Linked DNA regions of Bos taurus: region 2 is linked to region 1. The links are chromatin contacts, called in public Hi-C maps. All regions are on one chromosome and are shown on one strand. Each heading gives the region's core, a stretch centred on a gene start, on an enhancer-like site or on the middle of the called end of the contact. The rest is flanking DNA. Distances are from core to core; before and after follow the strand shown.

The links. Hi-C and Micro-C count contacts between places; a contact is called where the count stands out from the background.
Region 2: a contact with region 1 is called in a Hi-C map of liver, with 3 times the contacts expected there. The contact joins two enhancer-like sites. A contact is called at or near these places in 2 of 11 Hi-C or Micro-C datasets (liver and skeletal muscle).

The regions. Positions count from the first base shown.
Region 1 is chr28:7,310,640-7,315,198 of ARS-UCD2.0, forward strand. No RefSeq gene overlaps it. Among named protein-coding and RNA genes, the nearest start is that of TARBP1, 44 kb to the left of the region's middle. Within about 2 kb of position 2,807, at least 51 of the 102 cell types and tissues checked have an H3K27ac peak or open chromatin away from gene starts, as enhancers often do. A contact at or near this core is called in liver and skeletal muscle, where this site is marked.
Region 2 is chr28:7,754,253-7,758,587 of ARS-UCD2.0, forward strand. LOC132344120 (a long non-coding RNA gene) reads left to right here. Exons shown (of 3, transcript XR_009493234.1): 2 at 1-4,335. Among named protein-coding and RNA genes, the nearest start is that of MIR2402, 80 kb to the right of the region's middle. Within about 2 kb of position 1,284, at least 18 of the 102 cell types and tissues checked have an H3K27ac peak or open chromatin away from gene starts, as enhancers often do. A contact at or near this core is called in liver and skeletal muscle, where this site is marked.

The DNA of each region.
Region 1 (4,559 bases), core at 1,557-4,056:
TTTTCCCTGCAGTCATGCCCTATGGTTGGACTGCTTGCTAGACCTAGGTGCCCCCAGCTAGGGCTGTAGGTCACTGAAAGCAGAATTTGGGGTTCCCCAGCTAGGACAGGCTGGCTCCACCCTCTATAAGGGATCAATGTTGATATGTAGCCCCATCAAGGTGTAGGTCCGGAGAAGGCAATGGCACCCACTCCAGTACTCTTGCCTGGAAAGTCCCATGGATGGAGGAGCCTGGTAGGCTTCAGTCCATGGGGTCACTAAGAGTCGGACACGACTGAGCGACTTCACTTTCACTTTTCACTTTCATGCATTGGAGAAGGAAATGGCAACCCACTCCAGTGTTCTTGCCTGGAGAATCCAAGGGACAGAGGAGCCTGGTGGGCTGCTGTCTATGGGGTCGCACAGAGTTGGACACGACTGAAGTGACTTAGCAGCAGCAGCAGCAGCAAGGTGCAGGTTATCTGTATTGTTTCCACCAGTCGGTCTCCTTGTCTGCAGCTGCCCTTCCTTTTCACCAAGACCAGATGTTGATGACTGATGCAGTCTCACTTGCTAACTGCAAAGATCTGTCCTTCTAAATTTTCTCCTGGGACTTCCCTGGTGATCCAGTGGTTAAGATTTCACCTCCCATTGCAGTGGGGGCAGGTTCAATTCCTAGTCACAGCAGCTGAGATCCCACATGCCTCTTAGCCAAGAAAACAAAACATAAAAACAGAAACAACATTGCAACAAATTCAATAAAGACTTTACAAATGGTCCACATCGAAGAGAACGCTTTAAAAAACAATAAAGTAAATTCTCTTATGAATTCTGTCTGGTGAAGTTCTCTATGTGCTAACAGCAACAGCAGTTGAGGTGTACCCATCACTTTCATGCCAGGCACTTAGCCAAATCCACTGCAAACTTCCTCTTATTTAAGCCTTAGGGTATTTCTTAAACTAACTGGCATGGTGTCCATTTTCCAGATGAGGAAACTGAGGCTTCCAGAAAATAAAATCCTGCTCGAAATCACACAGCGCTCAAGTGGCAGAGGCTAGGTGGATACTCAGGAGGTTGGACCTCAAAATCTTTGCTCTGAATTGTAGCCACCAGGCTTGGCCAGCTTCACAGCATCTCAGCCCATGGGGGATGTATGGAGTTTGGCAAAAGGGAAGAAAAGGATGAGAAAACTGATTCTGGATGTACAAGCTCTGGGTGAGGGTTAACACATCTTTTTTCCACTGCCTTATACACAGTTATGCTATTTTCCCGCTTGGCTCTCAAGGGAAAGAGAGTGAGAGTCTAGTTCAAGGCGGTCTCAGCACCACCCAGGTTCTCTGTCTCTGGCCCTGTGGTGACTGCTGGGCTCCCTTGCTGCCTTTCCAGTCCTACCAGGGGACAAGTGCAGTCTGGGGACCATGGGCTCCTGCTGATCCAAGTGGAGTGCAGACCAGAGAGCTCTTCTGTGGGTACCCAGTGAAGCAAGGAGGAGAGAGATGTGGGTGCAGATGACCCCCGCCCCGACCCCACCCGGAGTTGAATTTCATCCTTACTGCTCACATCCACACTGCCCATAGCCTCAATGGTCCTTGGGCTTCACATTCCACTGGACAGGGCACTGCACTTGGCAAAGAGGACCATGGTCTAACCCCTGGACTGACCCCGGAGGAGAGCAGGCAGTCATGCTGAGAAAGACACAGACCTGGGCAGTGAGACCAGTTCTTAGCCCTGACACCAACTTGGCTGTACCAGCAGAGTCATTCAACTTCTCTGGATTTCGTATTTCTCATTCTCAAAATGAATGAGGAGCTTGGGTTTCACTCAGTCTCTAAAAATTCCTTTCAGTGCTAAGACCCAGTGATTCTAAATGTCTCCCCTCCTGGGCAGCCCCATTTCCATTCTTTTCCTGTGAACCAGGGGACCTTCTTCAGTGGGGATGATGGCCGAGTTCCCAGGAGGCTGTGCACCAAGGGCACAGGGATTATAGAACAGAAGGGGGATTGTTCCATCCACTGGCAGGAGGAAGTGGCATCCTCCACAGCCCTGCTCAGAGGCAGATTTCAGAGCCACAAAACTCTCAGGGCTCTCAGTGCATTTCCAGAGGACCAGACCTACGACCTCCCCGGGAGCTGGTGATGAAAGGCGCCCCTCCACGGTGGAGACTGATGCTCACACAAGCGGAAGTGGCTTTTCCCCCAAATCCTCCAACATCGTCACTCATGATTAAGTGAACTTAATAACAATGCCCCTCCCCACCAACCAAATGACTTCTCTCCAAATTTACGATGTTCCAACTATTGACCGTGATTAACTGCTATAGCCACTGCATAACAATCTGGAGGGTTATTGTGCAGGGGAAGCTCCTTGAACTTCAAGGAGCTCTGCTCACTTTTCAGAAAGAGAGAAGGCAGGGGTGTTAGCTGGAGGCTCTCTTATCCACTTGGCTATTTGTTGTTGTTGTTCAGTCGCTCAGTTGTGTCTGACTCTTCGCAAACCCATGGACTGCAACATGCCAGGCTTCCCTGTCCTTCATTAGCTCCTGGAGCTTGCTCAAACTCATGTTCATTGAGTCGGTAATGACATCCAACTATCTCACCCTCTGTTGCCCCCTTTTCCTCTTGCCTTCAATCTTTTCCAGCACCAGGGTCTTGGCTATGGTATTCTTCAAAGTAAAATATTCCAGGATGAAAGTGGAGATCAAGTTACCAGATCAGCAAATAATGACGTGGGGAAAATGAGGAAATAGGTATCACGTGGGCAGTGGTTGACACATCTTTCTTATCTGTGGCTCTCAGCATGCAGGGGCTGCTCAAGGTCACTGCCCACAAGGTCTGGCTGACTTTCTTAAAGCAAGATCAGAGAGCAAATCACAAATGGAGGCAAATTTCAGCTGGGTCTTTCAACCAGCCATTTTGCTCTATGAAAGGTCACAAGGTCACAGGGTAATTGGAGGGTTTGGATAAGCTGGTGAGGGAATAAAGGCTTTTCCCAGGGATGATAAAAGCAGAGAAACAGCTCTCTGCCCTAAACTGGCTGCCCTGTTTCTTCAAAAATAGGTTCTCTAACGTGGAGAAGCAGAAATCGAAACCTTCCTAAATCCCCCTCGAATGTTTGGAACGGAACAAAAACACCTATTTCATGAAAAAAAAATTACATTTTGAAAGATTCCAGCAACAGGAGGCACCAGCTGCTGGGTCATCTAAGTGTTTTTGGAAAAGGAAAAGAACCATTCGGCATGAAAGATTCAGGAATGTCTGTTGACATATTAAGGAAACAACCTCAGGGGACAGCTGACAAGGCTCCAAGAAGCATTACCAAGGGATCAGTGACGCAAACGCGTTCCGTTTTTACAGGCGGGCCGGCTGCCAGGCTCCCTCGCCGGGCGGCTGATGTAATGCTAATCCCTCTCTGGGTTAGCGTTGCTTGGATATCAACTCAAGCGGCTCAGTCAGCTGCAATCAATAGCAAGCTCCTTTTATAGAAGATAGTAAAGGAAAAAATATGTATACAGAGAGTGAGACAGAACCCCAGATTCTGGTGTGCTGAAAACCTATACATTGTGTCAAAAACGAGGGAGGCAAAGGAAGGAAAGACCAACACAAAGCTAAGCAGCACCTAAAAATGCATTCAGGTGTCTTTCCATAGAATAAGGCCAGTTGTCGACAAAAGATACTATTATTTCATACTATTAGTTTTTTTAAAGCATAACTAAGGAATATGCCTAATTCCCAGCTGAGCTAAATGAAGATGGAAGAAAACAGAAGACATTAGGTGGGAATGTGAAAATAATGATTTTTTTCATTATCGAATAAATGGGCTGATTCCTTTTAAAACCTCTGCGTAAAATACTGCTTTTGAAAAATTCTATCTTCAAGACCACTGCTTTTCAATTATTTTAGAATAAATAATAAGATGAATTATGCAAATTTTAATCAGCCTTGGATTGAATGCTTATGTCAAGTGTCCTCTATAATGGGCTAAGGGGCCACTTTTGCATTTTCTCTTTCTCAGGCACGGCAATTTTAACTGTCCAAGAGTGATAAAGAAGAACCCATTTTAAAAGCTCAGTTCAATTATGCACATTCTTCTTTATTTTCTAGGTCATACTTAGATGGAAGGAACTGATGTGAAATCTTACACAGAAGACCAACAGCAAAAGCTTCCCTCATTCCAAGACTTTCAGAGTCTAAATAATAATAAAAATGGGGGTGGGGTGAAAGGGAAGGATGAGCACCAATGGAGATAGAGTTGTTTTTTAATAATAATGAGATGAATATAATGATGATGATACAGCACTTTAGACTCAGGAATCAAGTCCACTCGGATGGCAGTGACGTGATAGCAATGACACACGATTCACCCTTGACATATTTAAAACACTTTCCTTCTAAGATAGTGAAGCTTTTTTTTTCCCAACCCAAAGGAAATTTAAGCTCTGGGGAGTCAATAAGCCTCATGAATTTATATGAAAAGTTTATGGCTATATACGTATTTTTCTGGAAGTCTCCCACCTTTCATTAGATTTTCAGAAAAGTCCAAAAGCTCCTCCAGTGTGAAAACTGATGAATTCTAAGGAGTTA
Region 2 (4,335 bases), core at 34-2,533, 440 kb after region 1:
TTTTACAAATAAGGATTCTGAGGCTTAGAGAAGTTAAGACGCTTGCCCAGAGTCACACAGTCAGCGGTAAAGAGATAGCTAACACCGAGGTAATCCGCGCTTCAGTGCCAGCCCTGAAGCATGCTCCCTTCACAGGGCTGTGCCGCCTCTTGATGCAGTTAGCACAAGCCGAGCTCTGCTCTCTTTAAAAGACAATACAGAGTGCCAAGTGATTACGCAGAGGGCTGCAGCCTTGCACGTGTGTGTGTGTGCATGTGTGCGTGCACGTGCCCTTGGCCAAGGGCCACACTTTTAGCCCGCATACTGGTCTGCCAAAAGCCCATGTTCAAATCCCACCTATTGAAAAGCTCATCTCCGCTTTGGCAGGACAGGCCCTGAAAAAATGTCGGAAATAAACAAGGGCCATTCAAAAGAACTGAACTGCATTCAAATGGGAAATTCCTTCACAGGAATAAAACTTCAGAAACCAAACAACCAAAGCCCTCAGAAAACATCGGTAATGATCCATTAATTTTAAGTCATTAGAAACGGAGAGCAAGAAGTAAATCCAGTTTCTGCATGGGTATCCTCACCCCTTCTCTGAGGGAAGTGCTCACAAGCCTGAAAGGGTTGGCTTGAATAGAGAGGTCACCTCCTGGGGAGCCAGTGGGTGAAATACACTGGAAATGTGCCTGAGGGACAAGCATTTTTTAACACACAGGCTCACAATGATGAAAAGCACCCTTCTGGGGACTTCCCTCCTGGTCCAGTGGTTGAGACGCTGAGCTTCCAGTACAGGGGGCACAGGTTCGATCCCTGGTGGGGGAACTAAGATCCCACATGCCTTGAGTTGAGCCAAAATACTTTTTAAAATAAATAAATTTTATTTTTTTAAAAGCACTCTTCTGCTCTTTATCCCTCCACACCCGCTTCAGTTTCTCAAATATGGAGACTCCTTTTGAGCTTTTCCTTCTTGGCAATGCCACACTTGTTAGGAAACCAGTATCCTGGAAACCGAAGTGGCCTTGGATGTTGTTCTCTGCTGTGGCAGACCAAACTTTCCTTGCTGAATCAGACCCCATAATATATCAACTCTGAGTCACACATCAGCAGAGGAGCCACTATTAGGAAGAGAGAGAGTGCCGTGATATTTATCAGTGACTAAATCGGAGCAAATAACGAGTGTTGCCTAATCACAGGGCATGTTCACATACATGACCTTCCTACGAAGTAAGGTCATAGCTTTGCAGCTCTCAGGATGGTTTCTAACTGTCAATATTTATAGAACCAGGCACTTACCAACACACGCCAGGAGAGCTGGATGTCTCCAAGGATGAGTCATGCCAAATGAAGTCTTCTATCTCGGGGTCACTGCTCCATCCTCACTGACTAGTCATGGGATTATTGAAAAGCACATGCAGGATTGCGGGCCCTGTTCAGTTCTCTGGAAGAACCGACATTTATGAAATTGAAGCCTAGGAGGAGAGGATGTGGGTTTAAAAGTATATTCTGTGCTCAGTTGTTCAGGCACGTCTGACTCTTTGAGACCCCATGGACCGTAGCCCACCAGGATTCTGTCCACGGGATTCTCCAGGCAAGAATGCTGGAGTGAGTTGACATGCCCTCCTCCAGGGGATCTTCCCGACCTAGAGATCAAACCTGCATTTCCTGCTTTGGAGGCAGATTCTTTACCACTGAGCCACTGGGGAAGCCCTAAAAACGTAAAGGGCTATCTTTTTTTTTTTTTTTAATCTGCTAGCTAATAAATATAGCTCTGGGTCTAGGGGGAAGTGGCAGAGAGATGGCACCAAGACCCAAGTCAGCCTCCGCTTGCAGCAAGATACGTGATAAGTAGCCTGAGTGGTGTCAAAGCCATGGCTGGAAAAGTCACCTGCATCACGCAAGACACACACCAAGGAAGGTGGTGCCACTTGGCTTCGAGGGAGACTGGCCACAGTCTTGGGTATTTGGGGGTTCTTTAAGGTTATTTATTTATTCATCTTTGCTGCTGTGTGCAGGCTTTCTCTAGTTGCAGTGAGCAAGGGCTGCTCTTGGTTTTGGTTTGCAGGCTTCTCATTGAGGCAGCTTCTCCTGTTGCAGAGCGCAGAGTCTGGAGCACCAGCTCAGTGGTTGTCAGAAGTTGTGGTGCACAGGCTTAGTTGCCCTGCAGCCTGTGGGATCCTTCCAGACCAGGGATCAAACCCAGGTCCCCTGCATCTTAACCACTGGACCACCAATCCCCAGCTTGGATATTTGAGTAAGCAAAGTAGACCTGTGTGCTCAACCAGTCCAGATAGAAACCCTTGGCTCCATTCAAGCAATGGCAGATCATTTCTTTGGGTTTTGAAAGCTTAGTTGTTCATGAATCACTCATTTAAAATGCCAGTAACCTCTGGGACTTCCCTGGAAGTCCAGTGGTTAAGACTTCACCTTTCAACGCAGAGGGTAAGGGTTCAGTTTCCTGGTCAGGGAGCTAAGATCCTATATCCCTCTCAGCCAAAAAAAAAAAACCAAAATGTAAAAGAGAAACAATATTGTAACAACAATAAAGACTTTAAAAAAGACATCAAAAAAATCTGAAATATAGATAACCTCCGGAGTTGCCTCTTGTTTATCAAGTAGGGGGATTATGCTCGGTGAGAAGCAGGAAGCAAGAAAAAGAGGGCAAGGATGGAGGGCAAGCCAAGGAAGGAGGGCACTGCAGGAGGAAGTGGGGTGGGGAGAGCCCAGGACATGCAGGACATGACTATTCTGGAAGATGTTCATTTGTCTGTACACAGAAAAGAAAAGCAGCTTCAACCTAAATGTCCGTCGACAGAGGAATGGATAAAGATGTGGTATGTGTATACAATGGAATATTACCCAGCCGTAAAAAGAATGAAATAATGCCATTTGCAGCAACATGGATGGATCTAAAGAATGTCACACTGAGTCATACTAAGTCAGACCGAGAGGGAGAAGTATTGTGTGGAATCCCTTATTTGTGGAAATGATACAAATGGACTTAAAAAAGAGAGAGAGACCCACAGACTTAGAAAGCAAACTTATGGTTGCCGGCAGGGAATGGCTACGTAGGGAGTTTGGGAAGGTCATGTACACACTGCTGTATTCAAAATGAATAATCAACAAGGACATACTGTATAGCACATGGAAGTCTACCCATAGTATGTGCCAGCCTGGATGGGAAGGGGGTTGGGGGAGAATGGATACATGTATGTGTATGGCTGAGTCCCTTTGCTGTTCACCTGAGACTGCCACAACATTGCTAATCAGCTATACCCCAATACAAAATAACAAGTTTAAAGTTTGAAAAAAAAAAAAGAAAGGAAGCTTCTTTCACATCAACGTTAAATGAAGAAATTGGCACCACGCTTCAGAAACACCATGATCAGTTCAAGTGACCATGTTGCAAACTTCACCCCCAACATGCACACAGAAGCTGATTGCAACCACAGGGGCGGTAACATCTCTGCCAAAGTCCACTGGGGACCCAGCACTACGCAACTTGGGACAGGTTGGTCAACACTGAGCTCCTGGAATTCCAGTTCCCTTTAAAATCGATGAGCTAAGCTAGGATTGCCCAAGAGACCCATGAGGGCACAGGACTATTACTGAGTTGTGTGGTGCAAAATGTCTTTGACTGAAAAGTGGTGGACACCGTGGAAGAACCAGAAGTATCAAGACTTATATCCCAGGCACATTTGCAAATGGACTTAGTTTCTTAATAGACTAGGTCTGAAGGCTCAGAGATGTTGCCAGCGATCACAAGATTATTGCATGATGACAAGAGCTCCTGATTCCTGGAGACAAGGAGGTCACAGCCCCACGACCACTGGCCAGGGCCATAAACCAAAGGACATTTCTCCTGTAGCGGTTGCGTGGAGATACAACATTGGCATCATCATAGTCAAAAAGCACAACAAGGGATGTACTTCATGGTCCTGAGAAAGGTTTGCTTGTGGCCCTTTCCAGCCACCATGTATCATAAAACTGGGGCTGGCAAGCACCCTGGGGAAGGCCCTGCCAGCTGAACGCTCACAATGTGTCCACAACAGCTGTGAACCCTTTCCTGGGCCTTCCTCCGATGCACACACACATTCAGGCTGGCCATGCACATATGCATACATGCACCAAGTAAGGATGGTGGAGAGAGAGGTAGCCAGGAAAAAAAAAATGCACTTCTGCAAATACACATGGAAAAAACTTTTTGGATGAGTGCTTAAAGGGAGTTAACCCAGCAAAGATGACTTATTTACCTGCTTTATCCTTTGTGGCTTGGAATGAGGATATGATGGCTAGAGCTAAAGCAGCCATTTTGGACCATGAGGTGGTCTTTGCAATGGATGCCAAATTCTA